5 separate regions of the Gossypium hirsutum genome follow, and all the other regions are linked to region 1. A link is a contact called in public Hi-C data. All regions are on one chromosome and are shown on one strand. The core of a region is the stretch at or near the end of the contact, and the rest is flanking DNA. Distances in the headings are between cores, read along the strand shown.

What was found. Hi-C and Micro-C count contacts between places; a contact is called where the count stands out from the background.
Region 2: a contact with region 1 is called in a Hi-C map of leaf, with 3 times the contacts expected there. The contact joins the promoter of LOC107903704 here to the promoter of LOC107903697 in region 1. A contact is called at or near these places in 7 of 34 Hi-C or Micro-C datasets (callus, hypocotyl, leaf and 1 more).
Region 3: a Hi-C map of leaf shows a contact between it and region 1, with 2.2 times the contacts expected there. The contact joins the enhancer-like site here to the promoter of LOC107903697 in region 1. A contact is called at or near these places in 2 of 34 Hi-C or Micro-C datasets (both in leaf).
Region 4: a Hi-C map of leaf shows a contact between it and region 1, with 3 times the contacts expected there. The contact joins the promoter of LOC107903702 here to the promoter of LOC107903697 in region 1. A contact is called at or near these places in 7 of 34 Hi-C or Micro-C datasets (callus, hypocotyl, leaf and 1 more).
Region 5: a Hi-C map of leaf shows a contact between it and region 1, with 2.4 times the contacts expected there. The contact joins the promoter of LOC107903689 here to the promoter of LOC107903697 in region 1. A contact is called at or near these places in 8 of 34 Hi-C or Micro-C datasets (callus, leaf and seedling).

What each region holds. Positions count from the first base shown.
Region 1 is chrD05:47,763,493-47,766,003 of Gossypium_hirsutum_v2.1, forward strand. LOC107903697 (NLR family CARD domain-containing protein 3) reads right to left here and starts at 1,256. Exons shown (of 19, transcript XR_001685898.2): 1 at 1,003-1,256; 2 at 646-892; 3 at 1-189. LOC107903696 (a long non-coding RNA gene) reads left to right here and starts at 1,632. Exons shown (of 5, transcript XR_001685893.2): 1 at 1,632-2,303; 2 at 2,456-2,511.
Region 2 is chrD05:47,311,129-47,313,639 of Gossypium_hirsutum_v2.1, forward strand. LOC107903704 reads right to left here and starts at 1,255. Exons shown (of 2, transcript XM_016829846.2): 1 at 529-1,255. The coding sequence starts at 1,184.
Region 3 is chrD05:47,372,049-47,374,559 of Gossypium_hirsutum_v2.1, forward strand. It overlaps the pseudogene LOC107902296. Among protein-coding and RNA genes, the nearest start is that of LOC107903703, 28 kb to the right of the region's middle. Within about 2 kb of position 1,258, at least 3 of the 9 cell types and tissues checked have an H3K27ac peak or open chromatin away from gene starts, as enhancers often do. A contact at or near this core is called in leaf, where this site is marked.
Region 4 is chrD05:47,404,037-47,406,547 of Gossypium_hirsutum_v2.1, forward strand. It overlaps LOC107903702 (protein PLASTID REDOX INSENSITIVE 2, chloroplastic), which reads right to left and starts at 1,256. Exons shown (of 3, transcript XM_016829842.2): 1 at 778-1,256; 2 at 579-677. The coding sequence starts at 1,020.
Region 5 is chrD05:48,118,552-48,121,062 of Gossypium_hirsutum_v2.1, forward strand. LOC107903689 (DExH-box ATP-dependent RNA helicase DExH15 chloroplastic) reads left to right here and starts at 1,256. Exons shown (of 9, transcript XM_016829832.2): 1 at 1,256-1,898; 2 at 1,982-2,157; 3 at 2,474-2,511. The coding sequence starts at 1,404.

The DNA.
Region 1 (2,511 bases), core at 6-2,505:
CCCTAAGTTCCTTGGCAAACTCATTGAGTGTCAGCTTTGACTGTCTATCAATCTTAGCAGTAACACCTGACAATAGATTTGTTCCTGGGGCAAAAGACCACTTCACTCCTTGTGAAGGAGATTTATTTTCAACAGATGAAGACCTAGATGGCTTCGGCATAAGGAGTTTCTCCACCAATTTCCATAAAACTGTCAGCTGAAGACATCAATTAGGGTACATATAGGATAAACATAACAAAGAATATGTGCTGCACTCGTGTAAACATTCCATACAAAGCCTAACGCATCCCCAATAAAAGGAAAAGAAAGATTCCAAAATGCCATTCATATGCCTAGCGCAACAGAAAGAAATAGTAAGGTATAAGAACTGACAACACGTTGGCTTAAAGACTAAAATAAATGCTAAAGTCGGATTAAAAATCAAATGCCATTAACAAATGTAATGCTTATAGCTATGGCCTGAGTAAGCAATCAAGAAAAACCAGAGCGCTAGTAAATTTTCATTGTGCTCAACCAAATTGGGGAATTTCAACAACCTCATCAAAATTATTGACGAAACTCATGAATTTATAAATAGGAATGCAATCAGTTACATTATTCCAAATTCACCATCCACTAGAGAAGAAGAGAAACGGAAATCCATACCAAAAGTAGCGGCGATAAAAACGCCAGCGGGCGCCACAAAGGTTGCAATCTGCTTCGGAGCACTACTGAGAGGCTGCTTCGCCTGCGACTGTCTGTAAACACGCCGCCTCGCGCCTCCCTCCGCACCGTACGCTGCCGCTACCACCAATCTCTTGGACCTGGAGTAACGTCTCCTAGTAATAAACCAAGCGGAATCATGACCAAGACAGCGGCCGTGGTCCGAAGCCAACGCTTGAAGGCCAAGCCTCTGCTTCATCGGAAGAACCAGAGAATAACGAAACATATAAACAAATAGAGTGAGCTTCACCTTTCGAGAGACCGAAGAGATTTCGAAAAAGAGTGAGCGCGTGTAATTACCTTGGGATGAGAGTATAGAGGGAGAGTGGAAGTGAGGGCCATGGAAGTGGAGGTTAAATGCGCATAAGGGTAGAGAGGCTGCTATCTTGCACCTACCGGTTGGACTTCACAGTTTACAGAGAAGAAGGAGAAGGGATAGGAGCGGCGAACAGAGCGACAGTATCTCCAGAATGTTGTCTAATTATAAAACCAAAAAACTAAAAATAAAAGCATATGGACTTTGCAAAGTTTGCATTCAACAAACAAGACTTTGCGGGTTGGGTTTATCTTGATCCCTATAAGAATTTGATGATGATCTGTCCGGGCCAGGCCGGCTTAAGCAATTTTAATAATTCTCTCAATAATTTTTTTATTTTATATAATAACTGGGTGTCATTTATATATATTTATTTAGATTTTCTAAAAATTGATAAAATTATATATCTATTTTTTAAATTAAATAATAAAATCATACATATTTTATGATCATTTTTAAATTTGATCAAATAATTAGAAACATTTTTTTTTGAAAATAAGACTGGGGTTTTATTGAGATAGAAAAAAAAACTAACAGGCGGCCCAATCAATGGCCCAAAGATATGTCAAAGAAAACTAAATTGAAAACTATCCAACTTCTTTCTAACTAAACGGAACTAGAGAAACAATAAATGAAATTAAAAAAACAATTCAAAACCTAACCCAGTCAAATCAAACACAGCTGGACTCCAAAAATATCAATTGAATCGTCATTTCCAAAGCTCCTAACGTTCCATCGACAGCAGTCCCCAAGGCATTAATACTTCACTCTGCTATCTATTTTGATTTCTTCTTCTGTGAATCAAATCTTCAATCTAGATTTCTTGGCCAAATTTCTACCGAGGCAAAATTATGGCGATCCAGTTCTTCTCCCCTCAGATAAGTAGTCTCTCCTTTTTCAAGCGCATTTTTTGCTAATCTGTGAGCATATGAGTTCTTTGATCTATGAATATACTAAAAAATGAGTTCTTGAAAATCAGATTTCTTGCTCTGAATATCTCTGATAATGGCTCCGATTGCTGATTTGTCTGTGGTAGTCTCCTGACATTTCCTTATTACTGTTCTTGAATCCCCCATAAGTTTTACTGAGTGGGTTCTTAGTGAAATCCCTAGCTTTGTACCATCTAAACATGCATATGCCTCTGCCGCAAAAGGAGAAGGAACATTGCTATGAATAACTGTCTTTAACACTGTTAAGTTTCCCCTCAGATTCCATCCTACCAGGTCGGAAGCTGATCTGAAAGTTTTGTTGTCGTACACAGCATCAAAAAGGATCCTGACTCTCGGTATGTCCTCTTGTACTCCATAGCTTCTGCATATACTCTCATTATTCTTTAAAGCTTTTAATCATTCCTGTTCTGCCATGTATCTTTAAATATTAAGTACTAAAGCCCTTCCTGTTGTGTTTTTCCTCTCGTGAATATATTGATTTCTGGAGAACCATATCCACCACAACGCATAACAGAAAAGAAGACATTGACAGCTGTTACTCCT
Region 2 (2,511 bases), core at 5-2,504, 450 kb before region 1:
ACCATATAAATCTTAAAAAGACTAGAATATAACCATTTCAAACACATATCATATATGATACTCACCCGAATTAACCAAACATAGGTCCTAATTTTAAAGCCAAGGAAAAGCTTTTCCAAATATATTTCCATCAATGAAATATCAGAGGAAGAAGAAGCTGACAAAGGAAGAACTCAACCTAGAATGAGAGCATATTGACTACAGGAACCGCTTCTTATTCCTAAAATGGCTTAAACATTACATATTCTAAGTTTTCCACTTAGTAATTAACCTGCTAGTGATCTTGACTCTGCTAAGTTTGTAGCACTACTATTAATGTAATGAAAACTCAACTTGGAATGAGAACAAATATCTTAGTTATTACTTATTACCCATCAGATGACTTTTAACATTACAATTCTTACATTGTCTCTTATTTAGTTGTCAACCTATAGAAAATCTTGATCACACAAAAGCCAATCAGGATACAATTTAACAAGCCATTATTAGATTCCACTAATATCCAACAAATAAGGAAATAACTATTACCTTCTAAGCTGCTTTGTAACAGTCATGTTACAGATATATGGTGAATTCTTGGGAGGTATAGGTGTAGGAGGAGAAGCATTAGCACCCCTTTTATCAAAGCAAACTTCAACGGTCCCAGCAAGTTCATTTCCTTTTTCTCCACCTTTGTCTCTATAAAACCCAACAAGAGTCACCGCATGTGGCATCACAGCTCTTCTCTCAATCAAATACTGTTTCACCAAAAACCTCAACAAAGCCCCATATCCCAAAGGCATCAACATTGACTCTGCGAATGACTCAGCTAACAACCCAGCAGTCAAATCCATCTCCTCGTTCCTCATTACCCGAACCCACAACGACCCAGATTCCAATTCTTGGAGATAAACAAAAGACTCCAAGGCTTTGAGCTTTTCAAGCTCCTCATTGGACAAAAAACGGCTTCCCCTAAATGGGTCATCTAGAAAGGAGTAGTACTGAGATGGAGTGACAGAGTTGGGGGAGGAAGAAGGGAAAGAACATCTGCAATTGCATTGGTGGAGTCTTTGGAGAGAAAGAAGAGGGTTCCTAGATGAGAGAAAGGGAGGAGTTTTGGTGGGATTAAGGTGAATATGGAAGTGTTGACGTTGGCTAGGATCTAAGTAAAGAAACGGTGAAAGTGCTGCTGCCGCTGCTGCCATAGAAATAGGATAGCTTTGGTTTAAAAACAGGTTTGATTGATGTATTTACGATTTTATTGGTTTTCTTAATTAAAAAAAAAAAACCTTGTAGATTTTGAATTTATTTATTTAATCCTTTGGTTTAAATTAACAGTCACACGCTTCGAAAACAAATTTATGCTTAGTAAAACAAATATGGAAGGGTTAAATTCTGCTATTAGTCCCTGTGCTTTACGAAAGTTGTGCATTTAGTCTTTGTATTTTAATTTGGTCATTTTCAATCCGTATTTTTTAAAATTATAAAATTTCAGCCCTCGCTAAATGATAATTTTTATTTTCATTAAGTTATGCTATTTTTAAAAACTTATTCTGAAAACACATTATTTATGTATAATGCTATATCATCTTTATTATTCTCACATATTACTCGTTGGAAATCTAATTAATAGATTAACGACTATCATTTTCATCTTTCCGTCATGACTGGAATTTCAAGGTTCGAAAAATATATGATTTTAGAATGATCAAATTAGAGAATATGGACTAAATTTACAAGCATACGCATAGTAAAGGACTAATAATTGAATTTAATCAAATGTATTTAACTGCTATTATTTGAGTCAGGGTTAAAATTTTAAATTTTGAAAAAATACAAGAACTAAAATTAATCAAATTAAAATATAATGACTAATTCTATAATTTTTATAAAGTACAAGAACTAATAGTAAAAATTACCCATATGAAATATATCTTGATTTGAAAGGAATAGTAGCTTGATATTTTTTATTCTCTCCTAAGTTTTGATACTTGCTCAAATTTTGCTACTCTCACGTAATTTTTTGGTAATTTCTCATAATTTTTTAGTACTTCAAAATTTTTTATATGTTCTCGTCATTTGTTATTGCTTTCAGGTTGTGGCATGAGAAATTAATTTTTGATGGTAAAAAGACATTATTTTGCATCTTAATAAAATTTATTATATATACTAATAAATACAAAATATTGAAAATTAATAAATAAAGCAAGAGGAATCAATATTTAGTATTCCTCATAATATTTGGTACTTATATTTCCTCATAATTTTTAATTAAACTCTTAATTTTTTTTATGCTTTTAAAATTAAGTTTTGATCTAGAAAATCAATTTTCGATCTAAGAAATATTATTTTTGCATATTGATAAAAATTATTAATTTTACATACTAATAAATTTATTTATATATAAGGATAAATTAACAAATATTGAATATTAAATAAATAACGTAAATTTTTAATATAAACCAAAATTAAAAAATTCTAAAATAATAAATACACCTCATATAATAAATATCAAGAAAAGCTGAAGTGATT
Region 3 (2,511 bases), core at 8-2,507, 390 kb before region 1:
TATTTATTTTTATGATATACTTTTTTTATGATTAGATTATAATGTTCCATGTTAAACTTTAATATGATATTAATTACATAATACATTATCAAATTGAAAAATAACTAAAAGCTCAACTTATATTTTAAATAAGCTTTGAAATTATAAATGAAGTCCAGCTCATTTAGGTCTATAAGTACTTTATTTTTTCTATTTTAAAAAATGTTTATTATTTAATGTTTAGTAACATATTTTTAATATTTAGATTATAAATATTAAATATTTAATATCAATACCATATTAATTACATAATAGATATCATTTTTTGTTATTAACGCTTCTGTTAATAGTAGTGTTAGAAAATATCGTTCCTTGCAGAATCACTCCTTGGTAAGATTGTACTATTTACTCCACTATTGGGATGCCTTGAAGAGCATGACTTGGAAGCTCAAACACAGAGACTATTAAGAAGTTTAGTTCTTAACTTTTCTCGGGTATATAACTACTTCCTCTCCCTCCACATTGAGTAAATTGTTAAAGCACTTGTAGTTAAGTTTGCAAGTAGCACTTTTTTTACCAAAATGAGTTACAAAAGTGTAATTTTCACGAAACTATCATTATATCCACTGTCTTCATAATTGTTCTCTTAGTACTCACTATTAGTAACATGAACGTGATTTCCTTCACCTTGATTACTCATCATTCATAGCATACTCTTGTGAGTTAACAGGCATCTTTTTCATATCTACAGAATATGCAACTTGTTTCACAACTGTTCTTTTGATAACTATCTTGAAAAAACTAAATAACGGATCTAATGTTTCATTTAGGGATTTTTGATCTTTTGACAAATCTAAATACTCAAAATTTACTTTGAACTTTCATTCAAAGATCACGACAACCACTACAACTCTGACCATTCCATCACACTTATTTTCCATGATATGTTCCGATCTTTCTCTTCACAATACTTCATTTTACCGGATTGTAACTTTTGCTCACTTAAACAAAGGAACACATAACATTAAAAAATATATTATAAAATTAAAAACATATGAACACAAACTTGGATATAAGAGCGCATCTCATATTTGAAGTCAACTATATATATTTGCGCTTAATCCCAATCCTTTTACTTTAATAGTTTTTATCCAAAAACATAGCAATTGCAATCAAAACTTGAAAAAGAGTTGAAATTGTAAGAGCGAGAGGAGAATGTGGTCCTGCGGAGGGTTAGGGCATCACGAAGGAGCAGTCTTTATCGGACAAGCAATTAATAAATTACTTAATCATACAAGTGGGCGAGAGGACCATTGGTGCCCCCACAATTCCCGGAACTGCCCATGCCCCTACCTGCTCAGCTTTCCATGTATGAATTCCATGCTACTATTCGTAATAATTAATAAGAATATTCATATTTCTGCTATTAATATTATATTATTCGTAAGTTTTATATTTTAATTTTGAAAATTTAAGCTTGAACTCAAATGATAATTATTTAATATGTTAATTAAAATTCTATTATTTTTAAATTTTATATTATTATATGTGTAATATTATGTTATTATGATTTTTCTATATAATACTAAAAAAAACTCATCGTTTTAATTAATAGATTCAAATATTATTGAACTAAAATTTCAAAAGTCAAATGATATGGTGATTAAAATGATCAAAAATGAAAATAAAATAATTGCTTTTCTACCTAAAATGTTTGGACTTTTTGTTGAAATCAATAAGTAATAATTTCAAAAACTTTCTATTCATTTGGTAAAATTATCAGTTTGTCTCCTACGATGAGATAACTTCAATTTGACAAATTAAGAGTGTTGGTAAAATCCAACTTATTAAAGATAAAAAAAATTAAATGTTTTGCTAATTATTAGGGCTAGACTTTTCTAGATTTTCCGACAAACCATTTTCTAAATTGTTTGTAATATTGTTCTGTTAAAGCATTAAACTTGCTCCAACACTCTTTAGAACTTGTTGTACCAACTTTAAAAGACCTAAATTTAGCTTTAAAACTTTTGCATTAACAAAATACAAACTTTTCACGACAAGATAATTTCATGTTATAACAAATCTCACTTTGATTTATCGGTAGATGGATGGGAAGTTGGTTTCTCCAATTTAATTAATTTCTTTTTTAAAATTTTAGATTAATTTAATTTCGAAAGTCAACAACTAAGGATAACTAATTACATTGTTAATGTCTTCTATCAATTGTACATAATTTTGATTGGTATTGGTATAATAACAAATTTATCTTTCAATGTTTATATATTTTGTCATTTTAGCATTAATTCTAAATGTAACACCCCAAACCCGGTCTAGACATTATGACCAAATCTGGAGATGTTACATATAACAACCGAAAATCCAGTTCTTGTAAATTTCGGAAAGAGTCGTAAAGTTTTATCATTTAAAAACCTCGGTTTAAAAGAAAACATATCTAACTTTACTTTTTAGTTGAAAACGACACTTGCTTACATTTTTTAGAACGTATACTTTGCAGCTAAAATTCTTAGATCA
Region 4 (2,511 bases), core at 6-2,505, 360 kb before region 1:
CAAGGCTCCAATAAAATAAAAAATTCTGTTCAGTGGTACATTCTTTCAATTAAGTCATGCAAGTATGGAGGATCTTCAATTAGCAATGATAACAGCATGGGCGATTTTGGAACTTGAGGAACGCAGAGCTACACGAGGGCCGTCAATCCAATCTAACTACCAGCAGTTTTATCAGAAAATACAAAGAGGGATACCATAATACCAATCAGAATGCATCAGGGAGCAGAATTGCAATAACATGGGGCTGGAAGCCGCCAAGTGAGGGAAGAGTCAAAACTAAATTTGATGGAGCCGTTCAAACAAACAGTCGAACAGGTGGTATTGAGTATCATTGTTCGAGACTATCAATGTCAAGTTTTGGCAGGTTCGGTGAAGAATATGCAACATGTGACAAAAACAGCGAAGGTGGAAGCAACGGCTGGCTACAGGGCTTTCGTGTACACAAAAGAGTTGGGCTTATAAAGGATAGAGCTGGAAGGTGATGCTTTAAGTCTCATTGAATTCAACAAAAACCATTCATAATATATTAACAGTTATTCCGAAATTAGCCGTTCCTGGAAAAGAAAAAGGGAAAGTACCTTAACGCAAACGTCAATGACAGAATCAAGGTCATCACCAAATTTGTCTTTGTCTTTGGATAACTTGTTGAAAAGCTCAGCTTTAAACTTCTGGGTCTCCTATTATACCAAATATCCACAACAATAATCAAAAGAAAATCTATCATTGGAGCTTAAAACCATAATACGTTTTTCTAAATATACAAGTGTATAAACTTACGGCTTCAGCAAACTTAGGGATAGGGTCATGGTAAACGTATTTCTGGGAATGCGAGGCTCTGAGAGCGCTAAGGAACGGTTTTACGGAGATGGGTTTTGAAGAGAGGGTTGAAAAAGAGGGAGGAGGAGGAGGCGGGTTTAGGATAAGGCCGGCGTTTCGCAGGATAAGAATGGTGGAGGTTGGAATTTTGGCGGGAGTTAAGGGTGGGTGAATAGAGACCAACGAACACGAAGAAGACGCCATTTTCGGGTGATGGATTGTAATGGACGGAGTTGGACTTTTAATTTTGGATTTTATTGGGCCTATGATTGATTGTTAATTTGGGGGCTAGGGTTGGTATTGGGCCTTTTAGTTCATTTTTCTTTTTTCTAGATGTATTACAAGCGTAAAACTTGATTATTTCACATTATGTATTTTAAATCAATATTGGTTTTTTTCATGGTTAAATTTTATTATTAGTATCTGTATTATGCATAAGTTGTGAATTTAGTCATTATACTTTAATTTAGTCATTTTTGATCCTTATGCTTTTAGAATTTTAAAATTTTAGTCTTGACCAGATTGTGACTATTAAATTCATTAAGTTATACTATTTTCAAAATTTGATGCCCCAAATATATTATGGTATGTGTAATGTCATATCAACTTACTATTTCTATATTACTCACAAAAAACCAACTAATAAATTACAATTGTCATTTGTATTAAGATTGAAATTTTGAAATTCGAAAAATATATCAACTAAGATTGATGACTAAATCTATAACTTTACGCATAATATAATACTAATAGTAAAATTTAACTAAACAAACTTAATTGTTACAGTTTGGTTAAGACTAAAATTAATGAACTCAAAATTAAAAAAAAAACTAAAATTAATCAAATTAAAATACAAATACTAAATCCAATTTAAAGGTAAACTTCCTTATTAATGAATTATTGAACAAAAAGAAAAACGTACTTGTTAATAAATTAAAAATTCACAATTAAATTAAATGGAATGTGTGTTAATTTTATTATTTCCTATTTATATTATTATTTAAATTTTTGATTGATTTGGTATTACGAGTCAATTCGGTATCAATTCAATTAAAAAATATAAAAATATTCTTTTGTATTTAAAATAATTTATATTACTTTATGGCATTTTAGTTTTTTATTTTTTAAAAAATTAATAAATAATTTACATTAATAAAACTTTAATTTTATCACTCAACCAAATCTTTATCCCGAAATGTTTTGTATATTTTAATTATATTATGCACATTTTATTACATCCATCAGTTGTATATCTAAATCTAATATAATTCTAATACTTGTATTTAAGCACTTTATTGAGTTAGTGTCACCCTTATCTGAGTCACCAACTCAATTATAAAATTATAGAAATACTCTTTCTTTCCAATAATAATATGACATTTAAACAAAAGAATTAAAAACTATAAAGCTAAGGATTGAACACATGTTCAATAATACTAAAACACAATTTTATTACCACAACACCTATATTCAGAAAAATATTTTTAACATAAAATATTTTCTTTCACCCATATCGTGGTATGAAAAAAATCTAGTTAATTCTCTATAACAACCATTTTTCAAAAAAATTAATAAAATAAAATTTATTCCTAAATAAAATAAAAATAATAAATTTTAGATAAGATATTATTTCAATAAAATATTTAAATTTTACATAAAATATTAAATAATATTTTATTAATTAAAATAATCTTT
Region 5 (2,511 bases), core at 6-2,505, 360 kb after region 1:
GTTGGCCCTGAAATTTTGAAACTTTGCAATTGGTCCTATTGCGTTCTCGAGTCAACAAAAAACTATCATAAGCTCGGTTAAGACTTGTTTTGATTGTTTATCCATAAATGAATATGTTTAGCATTTAATTACACGTGCATGTAAATATTTTTCTATAAATTGACTGTAGTTGCTCCAACAGCGACTATAGCACCTTGTAGCTTGGACCCGACAACTGGGTCAAGCGAGGGGTGTTACAGATAACTAGTGAGTCAATATTTGCTTTTATTTTGCTTTGCGTGCAAAAACATTGAGGACAATATACAAGGGTACCAATGTAATTTATAAATATTTTTATTAAACCAAATTGTTTGAAAAATACAAGTATACAAAACGAATATATTACACTTGGGGCACTAGATCCAACAATTACTTTTTTTATTAGTTCATTTACTCACTTGCTGATCACCTAGCCCTTTTAATGAATTATTGTTTCACTAATTCACTTATTACTATTGGCATCAATAGTCTCTTATTGAATCTTCTTCTATTAATCTATCACTACTTGCACTTATCATCAATGCCATTTTATTCCTATCTTTTTTAGCTTACATTGAAATTTTACTTCCAATTATCAATAATTGTAACATTTAGCCCTTAGTAAATTCTAGAAAAATTCATTTGGATACTCGGGATTTCAACCAAACACTATACACTAATTTGCACTAAAGGTGTAACCAACCTTACACCAAATCACTTAAGGTCCTCACTATGAACTTAAGTGTTATGCTATATGGCATAAATATCTGTCTTCACACTAAACACTATCTTCAACACAAAGCGTGCACATCCTTATTAGTATGCTAATTGTACCCTCACTATTTCACTAAGTTTACTAGAGCATTGCACTTACTTATCACATTTTCAAAATCTATATTGTACATCGTTACCACACAATAACTCATGTACACATAATTACATACACATTTCTAATATTGTTTGTTTTAAAAGCCATTTATGATTATTCGTTTATCAAGTATTACTTTGTGCATTTCACTGGTTCACCTATCAACTTTATGGACACTTCACTTTGCTCATAATCATCATTGCAATTTACTCATTCATTTATTTTGAAATGATCTGATAGAAAAATATAATTTTAAAAATTAAAAAAAGATAAAATATTAAATGGAGCGCTTTTTTTTTTTGGTGAAGTTGGGAAGCGAAAAAATCCTCATACAAAAAAAATCTAGTGTAACGCTGGCTGAAGTAGACAACGAAACGAAGCAAAGATATTCTGTAATTTATATAACAAAATAAATATTCAAACCGCCGCCGGTTCAATTTTGTATTGGTTGGTATCCAAATGGATTGTCCAGTGGTGTAAGTAACTCGGTCTACAATACCGCTGAGCAACTCCCGCCATGAACACTCTCTCAATCCTCACCCTTCCTTCTCTTTTCCGACAAGCCAAACACTCCCAATTCCCTCACTTCCGCTCCATTTCTCAATCCCTACCTTTCCCTCGCCCCACTTCCATCCTCTCTCCGCTTTCTTTTCGTCTCTCTTTCAAATCCCCTCGCTCTCCCTTCTCCGCTGAGCCCCAACTCTCTGACGAGGAACTCGAAGATGACGAAGACGACGATGATTTTGAAGCTGCTGATGAATACGACGAATACGAAGACGTTTCCGGTGAAGTTTCCAATGATGTCCGACCGAGCGAAGACGAAGATGAAGACTATACCGAAAACGAAAACGAAAACGAAAAAGAAATCTCAGTGGATTCATCCAACTGGCAGATAGAATCCACTTGGCAACGAGTTGAAAAGCTTTGTAATCTAGTTAAGGAATTGGGGGAGGAAATGATTGACGTCGATGCACTCGCTGATATTTACGATTTTCGCATTGATAAATTTCAGGTTCCTTATTTTTAATATGTTCTTTAAAGATAAAAAAGAAGAAGAATTTGAAGTTCTAATGATCTTGCCCTTGTATTTTGAAGAGAATGGCGATAGAAGCATTTTTAAGGGGTTCGTCTGTGGTGGTTTCAGCGCCCACCAGCAGCGGAAAGACTTTAATTGCGGAAGCTGCTGCCGTGGCGACGGTAGCCAGGAGAAGGAGGTTATTCTATACAACTCCGCTTAAGGCATTATCCAATCAGAAGTTTCGACAGTTTAGGTAATTAGAGCTATTTTCTTCCCCTCTCAACATGCATAATGAATTATAATTTTCGTTTTCTATTACCTTTTTCAAATAATTTTAAGTTTCGTTAGTTTGTCAGTGGTTTTGGGTTGAAACATGCTATTAATGCATTAAATTTTAAAATTTAAACCTCACCATAATTGTGGAGTTCATATGGCCTCCAGGCTCCAAATAACTTTCAAGGCGCCCTGCCACTATGAATAGTGGCATTGGGTCATGCTTACATTGTAGTGCAAATAATTATAGGTGATATGAACCCTTCGAGCTGATATAGTGATCTTTGTTGTTTTAGGGAGACATTTGGGGATAATAATGTTGGCCTTCTCACAG